Linked DNA regions of Pan troglodytes: region 1 is linked to region 2. Evidence: chromatin contacts called from public Hi-C data. All regions are on one chromosome and are shown on one strand. The core of a region is the stretch at or near the end of the contact, and the rest is flanking DNA. Distances in the headings are between cores, read along the strand shown. Region 1 holds the start of LSM6 (LSM6 homolog, U6 small nuclear RNA and mRNA degradation associated). Region 2 overlaps C4H4orf51 (chromosome 4 C4orf51 homolog).

Region 1 (3,165 bases), core at 341-2,840, 440 kb before region 2:
TTCAGTGAGAGACTGCCTGATACAGCACAGAGTACTCACTTGGGAGGCAGGAAACCTGAGTTCTAATCCCAGCTCTGCTACTTAATTAGCTGTGTGACTTGGATAACTCATAATTTCACTTCTCATGGCCCCAGGTTCCTCATCTGCAAAATAAGGGAGTTATGCCAGATGACCACTTAAGTCTCTTCCTGCCCTAACATTCAGGTAGTCTAACGCATTAACGCCAGTGACACACACACACACACACACCACAAACACAAGCCTCTCAAGATTTCTGCACAATATTCAAGCAAGTAAAATTGCCAAACATCTCTAAAACTTTTTTGGAAAACACTGCAGCAATGTGTATGAAGGCCTAAAACAGACCTTTCAGATGACAGCATCTGATCTGATAATTTCACTTCTGAGAATCTAGTCCAAGGAAAGAATCTAAAAAATAGAGGGAAAAGAGTTTATCAAAGCACTATCTGGGATGCTAAGATGATGTAAAAATTCAAAAGCAATCTAATGTCCCACAATCGGGAAATGACTGAATAATTTACGGGACCGACACTGGGACCCACAATGATGGGACAATCAAAAGAAGATACAAAATTAGAATAATATTTAGGAAGAGTTTTTAAATGGAAGTGGGAAACTATACTGTTAAGTGATTAAACATGTACACTCTTAGTTCAAGTAGAAGCTAGCACATACAAGAGAAAATGATCGTAGGTGAAAGGGTTCAGTGAATATTGTTTTCTTCACTAAAGTCTTCTATGTTTGCAATTTTCTATAATAGTCACGTATTACTAAGAGCAGTGGGGCAGGGTAATCCGCATCATCTTAATCCTACACACCTGAAAAATGCCTGCTATGCAGGTGTGCGGACACGCATACGCACAGAAAACCTCGGGCGATAGGACTTAAGACCATACAATCGGGTTCCTCGACCTGACAACTCGGTAAGACAGGCGAGTCCAGCCTTTAATTCCTGTGGTCAGGCGCAGCCACCCCGATGTAGGGGAGGGTTCGCAATTCCCTGAAGCCCTCCTGGAAGACAGGCGAAGCCTAGGCCTGGGTTCGGGATCCGCTTTCCCGCCGAATCTTGGGATAAGCGTCGGGGCTCCCTGGGGAACTTCAACAACCTGAATTGGTCTCGGACGCCAACTCGGTAGGAGCCGGGACGGTGCCGCTCCTCTCCGCGCAGTCTAGGCGCCTCGCTGAGGGCGGTCCCGGCGCCCACCATCAGACCTCTCCCAGCCATTCCATGCGCGGAGAGCTTGGACGCGGCATTTCGCGGGGACCCGCCACCCAGCGGTCCCTTCCCGGAGCCCCAGCCCGTTCACCGCAGGCCCTTTCCGGGGCTGCCTCGCCCGGCCTAGGGCCGCTGCAGCCGCCGCTCCACAGCGCGACTGAACACTGGGGCACCGAACCTGGGGCTGCGCCCGGCCCCGTCGTCGGCCCGCGCAGCGGTGCGGCTCACCTCGCCGGCGGGAACCAGAACCCTCACTCCAAGCGCCCCACGAGCCCGGCCGCCGCGGATGATCCCAGCCAAAACCGAAAGCGCCGAGGCAGGGGCACTTTTCTGCCTCAGCCAATCAGTGCTCTTCTCTGCTACGGCAGCCCGCTGAGGCCGAAAAAGCCTGTCAGCACCAAAGCGCGCAAATCCAAGAATCCTGGTTTGTCTAGTAGCAAAATTGGTGCAGTGGAGTTCCTCTAACAGAAATCTGAGTACAAAACAAATACAATACAAAACAAAAACAAAATTCCAGGAAACTAGAAGTGATCTTTTGGGCAGGATTTATTTACAGAAGTGTAAAAAATAACTTGAAGTCATAGGAAACTGGAATTTACTGTTTAAGTAACGGCATTGTGTACCCAGAAACGTCCTTGAATAGTTTAAAGCAAATAAATAAATAAATGAAACACCTCAAGTCTTTAAATCTACCTCTGGATATTGATTAAATGTGTGAAGACTTAAGCCATTTTAGCAAGAGACTGTTTCCATGGCAATGTTAATTGATACAAAAATAATCAAAATCACTCAAGTAACTCCAAATTATAATGACATTAATTGTGTTACATTACTAGTTCCTATTGGAAATGGTGTGCAGACTTATTTCAGTGCTAGTATGGGAACTTGGTTTGGAATTTTGCATGAATTCTCAATACTCTTTCTATTAATGGAATTGAAGGGGAAAAAGAAGAGAACTGTTACACCAGGACTTGATTCCTTTTTCCCCCTCCACATATACTCTCATCAGTTGAAAACTTATACTTTAATTATATTTATGATTTGTAACACTATACACAGAGTGATAAGATCTTTCAACACAGATCCTTAACCCCATTAGGTGTTATAAAATCTAAGATGCAAAATTTTTTTCGAAGATAAAGAGTTCCTCCCTTGTAAACTTCTTTTGGTTAAAGGCAGAAGAAATGAACTTTTGATTGATATTAGGGACAGAAAACAACTGGATATGATTTGTTAAAGAATAGAGACTTCCTTATATCCTTCTATAAAAGCTCAGTTTGGATAAAAACCGAACAGTTACTGATTTATTGTGAGGGCTGTATTTGAAGTTCTTGCAATATAAAATACAATGTAAATAAAAATTTTAAGAAAAGTACCATTTAAATCAAATAATTACATGCAAAGAACAAACATAATAGGATAAAAAGCCCTGTTCCTAAAAACTTTCTTTGCAAACGACATCAAATTGCACATTCCTTACTGATTGTTTAAATTATTAAAAAAAAAAAAGAAAATTTTTGATTCAAACTTCTTTCCCTTTCCTACAGAGCCCTAATCGAGCCGTTAACACTAGTGTGGTGGGTAGGGAGCCATGAGGAGTTTTAAGGGCCTAGTTCATCTGCCGAGCAGCTGCAACCTTCTCTAAGGCGAGTAGCTGGGTAAGGGCCCAGTTTGACACACGGGGTGGGCATCTTGAATTAATTCATGAGCTAACAAGCTTATAAAAAGTGTGGCTGTTCCCAAAAGCCCCTCAGCAGCTTATAAATGACTTTTACTAACTCACAAGGCAATTTTCCGTATTTCCCAGGTTTTTGCTTTCAGCATCTTTTATGATGCAAAGAAAACACTGCAAGACCTTTGGTGAATACTAGTCTTCAAAACCCTGAATGTAAACATTAATTTATTAAGGAGCCTTAAAGTCATAAAAA
Region 2 (3,188 bases), core at 469-2,968:
GAGTCACAGGCTGCCTTGACCATGCCTATCTGGGGAGGCCAGGGCTGCCATGTATGGTCTGTGCTCCGTGCCACCCACCTCTCGCTGTCAGTCCAAGCTCTTTGCTAGGACAGCCTGAGTCATAAAACTCAGCACATTCCTCAGGCATTGGCTAGTCTTTCCTTGTTATTACTTTGCTTTTGTTTTATGCAGCACCTGGTTTCATTTTTAAAACCCAAATAAAAATCACACGGTCAGGGCGGGAGTGGGGAAACAGGAAGAATAGCAAAGGGCTCTAACTCCGCAAACAGGGAGGCACAGAGCAGGACAGAGATGGGACTGCGGCTGAGGGACTGGGGAGATTCAGGATGTGCCACTAATGAATTGGTTTGACCACAATCTTCCTTGCTGTATATGATAAAGCTCTTGATGCCCAGGTCTCTTCCCCACCCTCCCGTCCCCAAATTAGGCTGCAGTACTGTACTCATCAGCCATGTGACCTTCCCGAAGCCCCTCCACTTTCTGAGTGTCCTCAATCAATGGATATACATCTCGGATGAATCCTAAGGAACACTCTAGTTACAACACTCTGAGTCTATGAACCTGCCGGTTCCCTTTTTCTTGGACACAAGCCCTAACCCACGTGTGAGGGAATATGTTTCCACAAGCAAACATTTGTTCTTTGCCTTTTGGGGGTTAAGGAATGGTGGACAGACAGGCGAGAAGGTGTAGACCCCACCATACCAATGTTGCTGGTCAAATTGAACTTGTGTGGCCAGGTTACTGTTGAAACCTATCTGTAAAGCTGTTAGCCTTCATTTTTAGAATTAAAACAGAATTCTAATCAGCTATCCTCTGCGTATAGTAAAAAACAAATGATGAATTAATGATAGCCATTACCTTGGAGAACTGTATTTTCTTGGACTAGGAAAAGCCAAGAAATTCGAGATTAAAACCAGGATCATGAGGTACTAGACTCGGAACCTAAACAGAGGCCTTTCTCTCCTTCTGCCTGGGATGTCTACCAGGGCTGGCCAGGGCAAAACTCTGGAGGTTCCTAAGTGGCTACAGGGCTGCCTTTTCAATGCATGCTTTTGGAGAGCTTAATGGAAACCATACGAAGGTTGCCGGGAATCAGACCAGATGGCTCCCGGGGAATGTATTTAACCCAACCTAGGGCTAAGAGACAAAAATAATCACTAGGAGTTTGTGGGGCGGGAGGCAGGGGTGGTGCTGCGACTTTTAATTGTATTTTCTATTCAACAGAAATCCTAAGAGAAGGACGGTCTTGGTAACTAGGAGTAAACGGAAGGGGGTGTGGGGAGCAGAGAGCGGGGCTGGGGAGGAAGAGTGGTAGGAGGCAGCTACGTTAGTAAACCAAACACCGTTCTGCTTTTCCGCAGAAGTCGGCGGCTGCCGAGGCCCTTCGCGGGCCTAGACGGCAGCGGGCTCCTTCCCGCGCCCCAGGTCATGTGCAGCCCCTGCCGCTCCCGGTCCCTCCCTCCTGCGCGCTCCGCGGGGGCGACTAGGCGGGCGGTGGTGGGGGGGAATCAGCAGGAGGAGGGTCGTAGGCGGCGGAGGCGGCCTGTGGACGCTAGAGGAGGAGGATCGTGGGGGAGAAGAGGTGGGCCGTGGAGGAAGAAAGAGACGGCCGCTCGGGCGGGCCGGGAGGAGCGGGAAGGGGCGGACCGGGGAGGGGAGGGGCAGGCGGCGGGTGGGCGGGCCGTGGGCGCGGCTTTGGGGGCGCAGGCAGCTACCGAGGGAGCCGGGACGGGAGGGCCACGACTCCGCCCCTGAGCTCGCGCGCCCGCCGCGTCTGAGGCCGCCCCCGCCCCCGCGACTGTCGCAGCCAATTCGCTTCCCGGCGGCGCCTTGCGCGGAGGAAAACCTGGCGGTGGAAGGCTCCGGCTCTGCTGGGTGACCGCTCTGAATACAAAGAGCCTTTCTCACGCCCCTGCGCCTTCCCCGGGGCTCCCAGATACAAGGGACAGGCTCTGTGACGCCGGAGCCCCCGACGGTCGGGGCCGCAGCACCATTTCTGTGGTTCTAGCAGAGAAATGTGGTCCCAGGTATTTATTTAAAAAGGAAAATTTAATAAAGATTATAAAAACTTTTGTCTCTCTCCACCAATTAAAAAGGGAAAAAACTGATAAATGAAGCCCATGGAATTGTCCCAGAAAGCCAACCTGCCAGGGTCCAGACGTTCCTGGGCGGGGCGGGGTGGGGGGGGGGGGTGTTGGGAGGGCCCCATACCTCAAAGTTGTTTATTAAGCAAACTCCACGCCTCCAGCATTGTGGCTTCATTTTCCAACTCAGTTAAATGGCGATGAGGGTCCTCCCCAGCCATAATCGGAGTATCGATCAGCTTCTGAATCCTCAGATGAGCAAACGTTGCTTTCAGAATCGCACCGTCCATGAAGCTGGAGAAAAATGGCCTGGTTGTCAACACTCGCTCATCCGCAAAGGTCACTTTTCCACAGAATTGGGAATTAAATTGTCTCTTCCAAACCAAACATCATTCATGAGCAGGAGATGGGATTGATCCTGCATTTTCTTCCATCTCTCTTAACCTTCCTGTTTAATATATTGTGTCTCTGTTAGGAGGGCCAGATTAATAAAGTGGGAGAGAAAAAGGGCAGGAACACTTGCAATCCCTAACCGGCCCCCACTGCTTCTCTGGTAAGATTCTTTCCAGGTTTCCCTAATGCCTTTAGTTCCCACATTCCTGGATGTGAATGCTCTGCTTTCCAGTTTCCATCAGGAACTTCTTCAAGATAGGACACAGGAATATAAATATTTAGAGAATGATTACCAAAAGCACTACCCAGCAAGCAAATACTTTCGGAACTAAGAATAGTGTTAATGATCGTTGAAAATTTCATTCAATCTCTACTTATTGCTTTGATGCAGGAAATTGGGCATTTATATATCTCAGTGCTTGTTCTCTTCCAAACTATATATATTTAAAAATATTAAGATTTGCCTTGTCTCGGCCGGGCATGGTGGCTCACGCCTGTAATCCCAGCAGTTTGGGAGGCCAAGGTGGGCAGATCACCTGAGGTCAGGAGCTCGAGACCAGCCTGGCCAACACAGTGAAACCCTGTCTCTACTAAAAATACAAAAATTAGTTGGGTGTGGTGGCACACACGTTAATCCCAGTTACTCGGGAGGCTGAGGCAGGAGAATTGCTTGAACCCAGGAGGTGGAGG

What was found. A called contact is a pair of places that touch in the nucleus more often than the background predicts.
Region 1: a Hi-C map of stem cell-derived neural progenitor cells shows a contact between it and region 2, with 2.8 times the contacts expected there. The contact joins the promoter of LSM6 here to the enhancer-like site in region 2. A contact is called at or near these places in 1 of 7 Hi-C or Micro-C datasets (stem cell-derived neural progenitor cells) and 1 of 1 datasets of contacts at active chromatin or transcription factors (stem cell-derived excitatory neurons).

What each region holds. Positions count from the first base shown.
Region 1 is chr3:147,961,510-147,964,674 of NHGRI_mPanTro3-v2.0_pri, reverse strand. LSM6 (LSM6 homolog, U6 small nuclear RNA and mRNA degradation associated) reads right to left here and starts at 1,590. Exons shown (of 4, transcript XM_003310475.4): 1 at 1,466-1,590.
Region 2 is chr3:147,520,916-147,524,103 of NHGRI_mPanTro3-v2.0_pri, reverse strand. It overlaps C4H4orf51 (chromosome 4 C4orf51 homolog), which reads right to left. Exons shown (of 9, transcript XM_054683420.2): 6 at 2,233-2,399. The coding sequence ends at 2,292. Among named protein-coding and RNA genes, the nearest start is that of C4H4orf51, 51 kb to the right of the region's middle. Within about 2 kb of position 1,718, at least 22 of the 24 cell types and tissues checked have an H3K27ac peak or open chromatin away from gene starts, as enhancers often do. A contact at or near this core is called in stem cell-derived excitatory neurons and stem cell-derived neural progenitor cells, where this site is marked.